2 separate regions of the Mus musculus genome follow, and region 1 is linked to region 2. The links are chromatin contacts, called in public HiChIP or PLAC-seq maps. All regions are on one chromosome and are shown on one strand. Each heading gives the region's core, a stretch centred on a gene start, on an enhancer-like site or on the middle of the called end of the contact. The rest is flanking DNA. Distances are from core to core; before and after follow the strand shown.

Region 1 (6,233 bases), core at 1,983-4,482, 200 kb after region 2:
TTTTTTTTTTTTTTTAATAAGTTTGGTGGTTTGGTTTGGTGTTCAAAACAGGGTTTCTCTGTGTAGTCTTGGCTGACCTGGAACTCACTCTGTAGACAAGGCTTGTGTCCAACCCAGAGGTCCTCCTGTCTCTGCCTCCCCAGTGCTTGAGATTAAAGGCATGTGCCACCACCACCCAGCTGGGGAAAAAAAAAGTTTGTATTACCCAGACATGTGATAAAAGTAGTTTCAAGAGTCTTATCTTTGAGTAAGAAGTACAGCTGTGGAATGCAGGAAGAATCCAGTATCCCTGGCTGGCCAGACAGCTCAAGGCTGGCTGCTCTTGGCAAAGCCACTTCCTGCCTCCATCTGATCTCCAAAGTATCTGGACTTCCAGCACCTGAAGCCGCAGCCCTGTGAGGGACTTGAGGATTAAAGACGGGATGGAAGAACAGAGTCTGTTACAAAAACTTAGAAGCCATTCTCAACCAGTGTCGGATTAAATCACGGGTTTGGGTCAGACAATAAGACAGTATCTTACCAGGTACGAGTGAATTAAAAAGCTGAACTGTAAGAACAGTTTAAAGAACTGCAGCTTTATAGGCTGGAGAGACAGCTCAGCAGCTCAGGCCAGGGAACCTACTACAGTTCCCAGCAGCTCAGGCCTGGGAATCTAGTCCAGACCCCAGCAGTCAGTCCTAGGAACCTTGTCTAGTCCGCAGAAAGCTGAGTGTGGCAGGCAGCACTACTTGTAACCCATTCCTGGGAAAGCAGACAGACAGGAGGAGTCACTGCTCACCCAGTCTCGCTAAATGAGCTAGCTGCAGGTTCAGTGAGAGTGAGAGTCCCTTTCTCAAAAACAAAGAAGAGAATAACTGAGAAAGATGCCCATGTAGTCCTCTGGCCTCTGTAGACATGCAAACACACTGGCAAGAATACCTGAACAGCATGCATCACACACACACACACACACACACACACACACACACACACACACACACACACACACACACACACAGGCACAGATTTTCAAATGCTGATTAACTACAGTAGCTCAAGTCAAGAATAAGGGTCCTGGGCTGGAGAGACGGCTCAACCGTTAAAGGCTAGGCTCACAACCAAAAATATAAGTGTAAGGGTCCTGTTAGAGATCCCGCTCCAAACCAACACTGTGTGCAGGACTGTGGAGGTGAATGGGTGCTGCCAGTGAATTAAATAGTTTTTGCTTGTTTATTTACCTAACAGCTTGTAGTAGATATTTTGAGTCTAGGACCAGTGAGAATAGAGTGTGAGAAAAATGCCACAAGATGTGACATTTGCCTTATAATGTGTGACTGTTTGTCATTTGTGTGTCACTCTTGTGAGGGGGAAAAATGGCCCAGAAACGTTAAGTCCAGAGTGGTGCTATCTTTCTTCTGAACAACTGTTACATTCTAATGTGTGTAAACTTATTTAGATGGCTACACCAAAACAAGACAGCTGATACTAACTTAAATTGGAAATTGCCTCATTAGTGAGTCAATTCATGATTACTCAGTCACCTGAGTAAGACTGGGCTTGTCCCCGATTGCAGCAAGATCCCCCAACATCCTGACATCACCTGAAATTGGTGCTCGCTCTTTTTCACTTTGATTTAACTAGAAGTAACTTGATGAAGGTTAGCATGCGTTAGGAGACAAGCCTGGGCTGCCAGCTCTTCATTCTTCTTCACTGTCTGGAGCGGTTCCCAGGCTGGGAGCAGTGAAGGTTGGTTGCTGTGAAGAGCCAGTGGGTGATCTTTATGTTTTTCAATGATGAAATGTCTCCATCTAGTGGAATTTCAGAGCAGTAAACACTCACTATTAAAATGAAGGTAAAGCCTTTTTCTTAAACACATGGTGGTCAGTATAACTTCCAATATGCATTTAGATGCTAGACTTACAACTACATATATTTCTGTGGGGCTAGAAATGGGAACAGTGCTGACTTAAAATGTTAACTTGGTTTTCTCCTTGGGGGTGGGGATGGGCTCCTGGCCTTGTGTGCACTAGGCAGGCACGCGGCCACAAAGCATCTACGTCATGAGATGTACAAGGCAGAGGCACACATGCACACATGCACGAATGGTAGCTAAGAGAGATGTTCACTTGACAAAGGACATGGCTCTCCTTGGGGGAGTTTTGTCTATGTAAATTCTTTGATGTGTATAAATATTTCAAATAAGAATATGGACACAATGTGATTATAATTAAACAGTTTTCTGGGTAAGAGAACTACAGTATCACTCTCATGGTTGATCTGTTAGTTTAATAAGGTTAAAAAGGAAAGATGCTAGGAGTTTCTTTGTTTGTTTGTTGTCTCACTATGTAGCCCTGACTGTCCTGGATCCCACTTTGTAGACCAGGCTGGCTTTGAACTCATTGAGATTCACCTGGCTCTATTTCCAAGTGCTTGGACTAAATGTGTGCTCTAACACCCCTAACCAAGAAATAGGTTTTATAATCCCTCAAAATTAGAGAGATAGCTCAGGAGTTAAGAGTGTGCTGCCAGCACCCACATCAATAAGCTCATAACCATCTGTAGCTCCAGCAGGATAGAGGTCTCTGGTATCCAAGGGCACCTCCACTCCTCTGCACATTACTGCATAGAGAGGCACACATGCCTACACATAATTTTTTAATATAATTTTTTAAAACTTATATTAGCACTTTGGGTGTGTGTGTGTGTATGTGTGTGTTTTCTACTGTTATTTATCTCATAGCCACACCCACTTGGATGAGTTCCCATTTTATTCTTTTATTCTGTGACTTTCTAAAGCCCCACCAGATGTCACTGGTCCTTGGTACCCCTGCTCAGAAGTTTTTTCTGTAGGGAACCTGAAGGAGGGAGGACTCTGGCTTAACAGGAGGCCAGGGTGTCTACCTAATGTTGACCTGGGGAAGGTCTTCCCAGCCCAAAATCAGTACGTTTTCTTCCCTGACTGAGCATCAACAGAGCCCAGCCAAAGACAATTTTAAAAAAAAGAAAAAGAAAAGAAAGGCCTGAGGTTTCTCTTGTTACCTTCACAGACTAAAAAAAGAAGAAAAGGAGGTGATGTGTCTGTAATGGTCAGAGGCTGAGGCGCCTAATATGGTGACCGGCAGGCCTGTTTCCCTGGCCCTCATAGATAGAGAGGCTTTCATTTGGTGCAAGTCACAGCTAAACTCCACGCACATGATCATTGGCCCACCCACTGTTAATGGGAGGAAGCTCACATGCCATAAACCTTCATGAATCCAAGCGTATGGATAATAGTTCTATATATAGTGACTGTAAACTGAGAGTCGGAAGTGCCCTTCCTGATTCACACTCTGAGAATTTTGCTGCAGTGGCTCAGAGATCTCTTCTGCCCTCCAGCTACACAACTGCCTGGCCTCCATCTGAATCTGGGGGTGGGGGTGGGGGGAGCTATGAATGTTTAATAGAGTAACATCCTGTTGAGAGTGTCTGAGGAAATCCTGTTATGTGGTGTTCTTATACTACCTGCAGAAGGTCATGTCTTCTTCCTACTTCGTCAAGAGCAAGCTTGATAGGTCCACTAAGCATACATCCAACCCTCACTGGGCCTCCTACTGCTTCTCCAAAGTAAACTGAGGCTGGTGTGTGTACTCCACACACACACACACACACACACACACACACACACCCCTCATTCAAGATTGCCTCCTACCCAGAAAGATGCTCCTCCCCGAGCCCTAAGTGGGAAAGTTTCCGTTTCAGGATCTCCTGATGATGCCCTTGAACTCCTCAACCTCCTACTGGGATTTCCACCCTTAGCTTATGTGGGGCCGGGTATTGAACCTAGAGCCTCGTGCACGTAAGAAAAGCACTCTGACTTCAGCGCGTGGTGCTTTGGATTTCTTAGGGCCCGTGTTGAAAGTTTGCAGAAGGGGGCACAAGGCTACAGAAAAGGCATAGGGTCGGCCTGCAGAATTCCCAGCTGGATGGTGCGTTCAATTCATGTCCCTTCTTTTCCTTTGCAGGGAAGGAGACTGGTGGGAAGCCCGCTCCTTGACAACCGGGGAAACTGGTTACATTCCCAGCAATTACGTGGCTCCAGTTGACTCCATCCAGGCAGAAGAGTATGTTGTTGTTGTTGTTGTTGTCTGTCTAAATATCTGCTTTTAATTGTCACATAAAATGCCAGTGACACAGCACAGGAGCGAGAAGACCTTTCCCAGTGGTTAAGGGTTGAGAGGCTACAGTCCTGCTGTGCTGTCGAGTCTGCGCAGTACACTGTTATTCACTTCGTGGTTTCCTTTGAGCCCGTCCGTTTTCTGATTGAGAAGCTCTATGTGAGTACCCTAGATGAAAACCCAGTAACTTGCTCCAGATGAAAAACCAATGTGGGGAAACCACAGCTGCAGTGTGTGTTACTGAGAGCCCACCGTGCGCCTGCAGTCTGCTCCCTGAGCACTTGGGAGGCAGATAATTATGAGAGATTAAGCCCACACACACACACAGGAGTCCTCTGCTTGATAATCAGAAATACTGAGCCTTCTGAAAAGACATAGCTTTTTGTTCCCCAGGCAGAAGAGCAACTTGGAAACTACTGCAGTTGTGGGCTTCGAGGGATATTTTCCTTGGACTGAGGTCTCGGTTGGTGTTGTGGCTGGTCGACCTTGACCAGCAGTTATTTGGCCCCACCCTCCCACTGGAGGGAGGCAGTTTTGGAAAGTGGTAGGAGTCTGGGGCTCTCAAAGGATGGCTGACTGGTCATTGTTCATTCTCTTTCCAGAGAAACCTGTAGGAACTCTTAGGAAATGGGGAGGGAGGTTGATGTCCCAAGCTCAGGAACATGGATGGCCTCTACCCCACCTACAGGGACAGACCTCACCAGAAAGAGAAAGGAGTCACTGTCGGTTGCTCACGGCCTGCAGCCTGCTGTGGATTTGCGGAGGCACAGCACAGAGGAGTAGACCTTCACCCTAGCCTAATCCTCATGCGTCCATCATTCTTCTTTAAGTCTTTTGTACTCCTACACTTCGATCTGTTTCTGCTTCTCCAGCACTGTGTTTTGAGCTGTTTTACCCCCTTCGTTACTAGTGTGTTTCATTATCAGAAAATAGGAAATATGTGTATTTGTATTGAATTTTTAGGACAGATTGGTAAATATCTCCTGTGTCTTTTCGGAATTTAAAACTTAACTACAAAGTAACATTCCTTTGATTTAACTGAGAATCCACTTGGGGGTGCATATTTAAGTCATATTTATAATGATAAGGTTTTTTTTTAATATTTTGGGCTTTTTAGAGTATAAGTTAGCTTTTTAAAATACAGCCTGTGGTTTTTACACGTGCAATTAATCGGTATTTTGCACAAGCAGCGTGTGGTTAAGTGTAACCTCTTGTTCTGCAGGCCTTCCTCTCACCAGTTTTACACAGCATTTTAATTGAGTTACTGATACAAACCAAAAAAAGACATTTCTCACATAGCTGGTGTCGTATCCTTTACAGCAGCTATTGCTACGCTGGGATTGTGGAGAGTTTGGGTACTTCTCAAGTCACTGAAGGTGACGCTCCTTCGGTGAAATTCTTTGACTCACAGAAGGATCTGATGGTGAACTTCCTAGCTACATTCAGGCATGGTGAATTGAAGCTTCATTTTTAAAACCATTTGCTTTCATAGATGAATACTGTGATGGTTTGGTCCTGAAAGCTGCTCCTACTCACAGATTCTGGTGGAATGTTCCAGAACTCTCCCTTGGGCTCTTGGCATACTTATCCTCTCATATACAATCCAGTGCTGAAATGTGAACGGATTGCCGGGCGTTGGTTAGGACTCAGCAGCTCAAGTGGAGAGACAAAAGACGCATTCCGGTCCTGAGGAGGCCTGTGAGGCTTCCTGCCACGGCACAAGTGTGCTGTCAGTGCTGTTGCAAGGGAATGTTAAAATGTCTGCACCACCGACTCATTTTTATGGACATGCCCATTAACCGTGCACAGCTTTCTCTCAGATGTGCAGTAAGCAATCCCTGCAGCTGTGTCAGAGAAGCGCAACTGCAGGGCACAGGCCAGGTACTTGGTAAACGCTCCTCACGAATGCTGGACAGGGAGAGAAAATCAAACCAGGCTTCCAAGAACAGCAGCCATCTCAGATCAGGGGTAGAGCTGAGTTCCCGTCTTCAGAATTCCTGTAGGTAGAGACTAAGTAGAAGTGTTATCTGTCTTCCTTCTTTATCCATCCTGAGTGGGCTCCTTTAAAAAAAAAATCATGCTTGATTGATGATCCTTATA
Region 2 (6,089 bases), core at 1,105-3,604:
CACACACAAATGCAAAGGATTTTTTAAAAAGTAAAACATTTAGGAGCTCAGTGGGTCAGGTATTTATTGTACAAATTCAAAGGTCTGACTTAAATTCCACCTAGCCCATGTAAAAAGCCAAGTATGGTGGTATGTGCTTATAATCCAAAACTGGGGAGGCAGAGACAGGAGAATTTCTCAGACTCAACGTCCAGCCCACCTAGTCTAACCAGGGAGCTTCAGGTCAATGAGAAACTCTGTCTCATAAGCAAGATGACTAGCTTTTTAAGGAACAATGTCAGAGGCCAATACACACACACACACGCACATATACAGGACACACATATATACAAGGAACACACACACAATAAAGATTTAAATAGGACAATAAAATATTATATTGTAGATTTGGTTTGGTTTGGTTTTAGACTAGAGAAAACAAGACAGTGTTGAAACTGGTTTTTAGTGTATAGGGCTCTTTATATTTTTTCACTATCTTTGTGAGTATTGAAATTTTTCAACATTAAAATTAGAAGAAAGATAAATTCACATGTCTATAGTTTCTATGGGAGAGCATGGTGGTGTTGCGCTTCAGCCTCATTTGGGTTATTTACAACGTAAGTGTTCTTGGACATAAAGGATGCTGGAGTCCAGCACAGCCTCAGAGCCCCTTCTATTAATTGAGAAACAGGGGCCAACATGACAACTGAGTGATGCAGCCACTCATGGCTCACCCGTGGAGGACCAGGATTCAAATCCAAACAGGGAGAACTTCCTTTTTCCTTACTCATGTGGAAAACCACCATCAAATGCACTTTCCCTGTGCCATTGCAAATTGCCTTGAGGTGGAATGAACGCCGATGAACTGGATTGCAGCAGCCTTTACAACTTGACAACTGTGAGTGTGTGTGTGTGTGTATGTGTGTGTGTGTGTGCGCGCGCGCGCACATTGAGGAGGTGGGGTGATTGCTATTATTTTCCCTGTTCTGTTTTCCTCACACAGTGGAGCAAAACTCAAGAGTTCACCATAAGAGAGCTGGGGAAATAACAAAGGAGAAAAGAACAGAAGGGGCTTAAGGCTGCCAAGCCAAATTCAATGTCAGCATTCCTGAAGGAAATGCTGATTTGAAGTGGTGTCGCAGTAGTCTGAATTACATCTACACCACCTAACAGCCCACCCTCCAGCTTTACCTGTGAACTTCATCAGCAAAGGCCTCCCATCTGACACAGGCTGCCCTCAGGGGCACCCCCTTGTTTCTCCCTTGGCGAATCTTTTTCATGAAAGCCATATGGCTCTCTGCCTTGGTCTCAGGCACAATAGCACGCGCCTGCCAACCGAGAGGTGTGACTTCTCTAATTGGCAAAGTCTGTTCGGATGTCTGGCCACCAGATGACAGACACCGCTGTTGACAGTTAGGAGGGTGCTGGGGGAAGCATGCGCTGTGTGAGGTAGAATTCTCCATGGGATCAACTCACTGTTGAACCACTGTTCCCTTCCCCCATCTCTGGACTGGACAGACGTCAGCAGCATAATTAGCTGTTTGGGGAAAAGAAAATACAGTATGAGACACTGGATGCCTCCTCGGGGACAGCTGCTCAGCAGAGATCCTCCCAAAATAACTCTAGAATGGAGAGGGAGAGACTGAGGCAAGCGAGTCCCAGAAGGAGGGAGAGGAGTAATGACGATGGTTAGTGGGGACTCAGATGTGTCCTCCGTGTCAGATCTGTCATTCCATGCTGGCAAGCAAAGGAACAGTGGTAAGCAAGCTCGTCAGCGTCATCAGAGGAAGTTCTGGTTGCTGGGTCAATGAGCCATCACGAGGACCGATTCAGACAGAGTGACTTAACATGGACCAGAGAAGTCAAGGGTCAGGAGCTGATCGCTTCGAAGCCTTCCTGACCCCAGCTTAGCTATTTTGGAAAAGTGAGTCCCTGCTCAGTGGTTCTCAAGTCTTACCAGGCACTGGAATCACTGGGAAGGCTCCCTGAGACTCAAGACTCTCTACCCAAGGCGCTGTTGAGTAGACGATGGAAAAGTCCGAGTTTGTATCAAGTGCCCACGTGGTACTAATGCTTGTGGACTAGACATTTCACTCTGAGAGCAATCAGTATAAAGCTTTGATCCCGAGGCTGAGTATTTAATACGACATTTATCTCTAAGTCGTTATTGGCTCCTTAATAGCTATCTGCCTCTTTTCCTGCAGTAATATCCAGTCAGCTGGGAGCACACAGCCAACCAAAAGAGAAACGAAAATTGTTAGCTCCCTTCCAGCTGGGTGTGACATGTGACATTATCATTGATGGGATGTTTATGAGCAGTTGTAACACATGCCACCTTCAGACTGTGGTCTTGAAGAAAGGCAGGCTCTTCCCCACTGTGGAATGGAAAAGGCAGGCAGCCAAGTGCTCTGATGATTCAGTAAAATAGATTCCTTCAGACATCTTGAACTCAATTATGGAAAAAAATCAAACTCTTCTCATTATTTAAGCCTCTGCTGTTTTGGATGTCTGTCCACCACAGCCAGATCTAGATCCTGACTGAAACAAGACAGACATCCGCAAAAATGTAAGAGTAGGGGAGATAGACAAGCTAAAAGAAGCAAAAGAAAGACGACTGAAACCTTATTAGCCTCCTAGTATGTAGCAAAGACTAATCTAGGGAGCTAGATGTCTCAACAACCATCTTTAGTTGGTTTGGCTAGGATTTAGCATTGCCAAAAGTCATTTAGCTGTTTCTAAAGAGTTCATTTCAATTTACAATTATAGAAAATGTTCCCTAGTCATTTTCCACCCTAAATTATACCTATAATCTTCTTATGCTGGATTGTTAACTGATACACAATTATGTTTCTAGAAGGAGACTAGAATCCCAGCAGATGATTTAAAATAAAGTTAAGTGGATGTAATTTGTGTTTATTTTTGTCTTATTGAAACCAAATACTATAGAATTGCAATGTCAGTTTGACTGTGATGGTTTGAGGTAAGTAAATGGAGTTGTCCTTTGAAGAGTCTCTCTGAGGATAATATATAGGGCGAAGACCAGAATTGGCCAGGAGGAAAGGAGGGGCAGGGCTGTGCCTTACCACCATCACATGCCGTTTGCACTTTCATCCATGTCTCCTTCCAGAATCACAGATCCTGCACTGATTTCTGAAAACATTAAGTTTCAAATCAGAAGAATTCATTCCTATCGAAACACCTCACTTCTGGTAAACTATACACAGAGAATCTCACTACTGGTCCATTATACATAGAACATCTCACTGGTGGTCCACTATATGCAGAGCATCTCACTGATGGTCCATTATACACAGAGCATCTCACTGGTGGTCCACTATATGCAGAGCATCTAACTGATGGTCAACTATACAAACAGAAGCTCCTATGTCTTGCAGCATTGATGAGTTCATAAAGCACTTTGCAGAGCGCTGTTGTGTGAGCTTCCTGCTACTGTGACAAACACTAAGGCAAATCAACTTTAGGAGGGAAGGGTTTTTTTGGCTCATGATCCAAATGGTTCCTTATTTTGGGGCCTGAGGGGAGAGAGACTCATATGTCAAAGTGCATGGTGGAGGTAGCTGCTCTTTTCTTGGTATCCAGTCCCAGTATTCCCTTTAAGGACATACCCTATGTGATTTAACTACCCTCCCAATGGGCCACGTCTCTTAAAATGGTCTACTGTCACCCAGTAGGACCAAATGCTGGAAACTAAACTTTTAAGACACTGCCTTCAGGCAACATATCTATAATAGTTACTTTATCCTAATTGAGAAGAGTCCAGGTATTTTTTCCTTCTTAAATACATTTCTGGTTTTTATAACTCATAACATCATGAAATTGCTGACAGTGTTACATAGAGGTTTTACACCAATAAATTTGTTCCCAAAAATCCCTGGCCAGGCCCCCTTACTCTACGCGGCTCACTTGGAGTGCTTCAACTTAAGAGTGGTGGTTAGTTAGATCCAGACTGCAAACATTGGGTGAACTGTCTTCTGGTATTTCTCCCTATCTTCAGACTCCAGAACAGTACCTGATATAGATCTTGCTCACTAAAGATAGAAATAATCAACGAATATAATGTACATGAAAGCAAGTATTGTTGGCATTGAGATAAACACAGTGACGTCCTAATGTCCCACAATGCAACACGCCTGATGGAGGCGTGTAAAGCCAGCGGGAAAGGATCCCACCTTTCCTTTGTAATTAAGTCTTTGGCAGAGCTGCACCATGATTAAAGGTGAGCACATATGTGGCTGGCATTCAGTTTCATGGAGTCATTAGGAAGCAAGTGCTTATTTATAAAAAGCCACCGACAATACCTACAGTGTGACAGAACATGCATGCTAATTAGACTTTGCAAGAAGTACACAGAAAATATATTTAAGCCAATACATTAACTAAGCAGCCTTCAGATCACTTTGAAATTTCTGCAAGGGTGTCTCTTGCAACACCCCCTGTGATTTCATCAGATTCCAACTGCAACTTTCAAATTACTGTGTGACCGCAGACCTCCCTAAAGTCTGATGTCACAGATGACAGATAATTTCACTATCCTGTTAGGAATGTCTGTCTAAGAAACTAAAAATAATGTGTTCTCTTCCACCTTGGAAAGGATGATGAGACAATGTCCTCCCAGATAATAATCATTCTTTTTTTGAATATCTAAATCTGTCTTTTTAAGATACAAAGAAAATAAAAAGGGAAGAAGGAGATGTAACAGGGATGCAGGAAAGAGAGGGAAGTTTGGGGCACATGCCCAGAGAGAAGAGACTACCCTCTGTGGATTTCTCAGGAAGATCAGAGGTGGGCAGGAGAGTGCTGCCAAGAAACACCTTTCAGGGGCCTGCAATTATACTGTTTTTACCTGTCTGTCTGTCTATCTATCTATCTATTTTATTAGTTGAGACAGTCTCATTATGATGCCCTAATTGGCCTGGTACTTGGTATACAGACCAGGCTGATCTTGAATTTGTGGTAATCCTCTTGCCTCTGCCTCCAGAATGCTGGTATTGCATGTACATACCACCGCACACAGATATGCTATTATTCAAAATATAAGATTCCCAAAGGAACACTGATAAAAGCTTTAGAAGTTTCAGGTTGTATCTATGTACTTAAGAGTGTGTGTCCAGGTGTGTATGTATGTGTGTGAATATGAGTGTATGTGTATGAGTGTGTGTATATATGTGTGTGTATGTTTGTGAGTGTGTGTGTATGTGTGAGTGTGTATATATGTATGAGTGTGTGTGTTTGTGAGTGTGTGTATACATGTGTGAGTATGTATATGAATGAATGAGTGTATATGTGTGAGTGTATATGTTTGTGAGTGTGTGTGTGAATGTGTGTATGTGTGTGAGTGTGTATATACATGTGAGTGTGTATATGTTTGTGAGTGTGTGTGTGAATGTATGAATGTGTGTGAGTGTGTGTGTGTATATATATATATGTATATGTATATGTATATGTATATATATATATATATATGAGTGTGTATACATTTGTGAGTGTGTGTGTGAATGTGTATATGTGTGTGAGCGTGTGTATATGTGTGAGTGTGTATAAATGTATGAATGTGTGTATGTTTGTGAGTGTGTGAGCATTTGTGTGTGTGTGAGGATGTATATATATGTGAGCATGTATTTGTGTGTGTGTGTGTGTGTGTATACACACGTGCTAATTAGAAGGAACTTTTGCTGTCACTCCCCCCGCCCCTCACTCAGGTCATCAGACTTGCATGACTTACCTTCTGAATCATTTGCTGGCCCATGTTTGAGTTTGTTTGTTTGTCTGTTGTTTTGTTTTTGTTTTGAGATATGATTTTTCTGGGTAGCCTATGCTAGTCTCAAACTGATAATCCTCCTGAGTGCTGGGATTCCAGGCATGTACCACCACACACAGCAGGAAGGCTTTCATTTTTTAAATTTGTTTGTGTTATTTTTATTTCTGTATTTGGATGTGTGCCTGTGTGAGAGTGTGCACAGGTGAGCACAGCTGTCCAAGGGAAGAGGTGAGAGTTGTCGGCGGGTCCCCTCAGCTGGAGTTACAGGTGGTTGTGACTGCCTCTGGCGGGTGCTGGGAATCAAACTCTGCTCTTCTGCAAGAGCTACCCT

What was found. HiChIP or PLAC-seq counts read pairs in DNA pulled down with a chosen protein or histone mark.
Region 1: an H3K27ac HiChIP or PLAC-seq map of embryonic fibroblasts shows a contact between it and region 2, with 2.6 times the contacts expected there. The contact joins two enhancer-like sites. A contact is called at or near these places in 1 of 15 datasets of contacts at CTCF or cohesin (the NIH/3T3 cell line), 2 of 484 Hi-C or Micro-C datasets (bone marrow-derived macrophages and cerebellum), 3 of 115 datasets of contacts at active chromatin or transcription factors (effector CD8 T cells, embryonic basal ganglia and embryonic fibroblasts) and 3 of 9 other capture datasets (adipose tissue, embryonic stem cells and liver).

The regions. Positions count from the first base shown.
Region 1 is chr10:39,518,774-39,525,006 of GRCm38.p6, forward strand. It overlaps Fyn (Fyn proto-oncogene), which reads left to right. Exons shown (of 14, transcript NM_001122893.1): 6 at 3,981-4,079. Among named protein-coding and RNA genes, the nearest start is that of Gm40627, 68 kb to the right of the region's middle. Within about 2 kb of position 3,233, at least 32 of the 459 cell types and tissues checked have an H3K27ac peak or open chromatin away from gene starts, as enhancers often do. A contact at or near this core is called in embryonic fibroblasts, where this site is marked.
Region 2 is chr10:39,320,042-39,326,130 of GRCm38.p6, forward strand. No RefSeq gene overlaps it. Among named protein-coding and RNA genes, the nearest start is that of Gm31616, 47 kb to the right of the region's middle. Within about 2 kb of position 2,355, at least 41 of the 459 cell types and tissues checked have an H3K27ac peak or open chromatin away from gene starts, as enhancers often do. A contact at or near this core is called in embryonic fibroblasts, where this site is marked.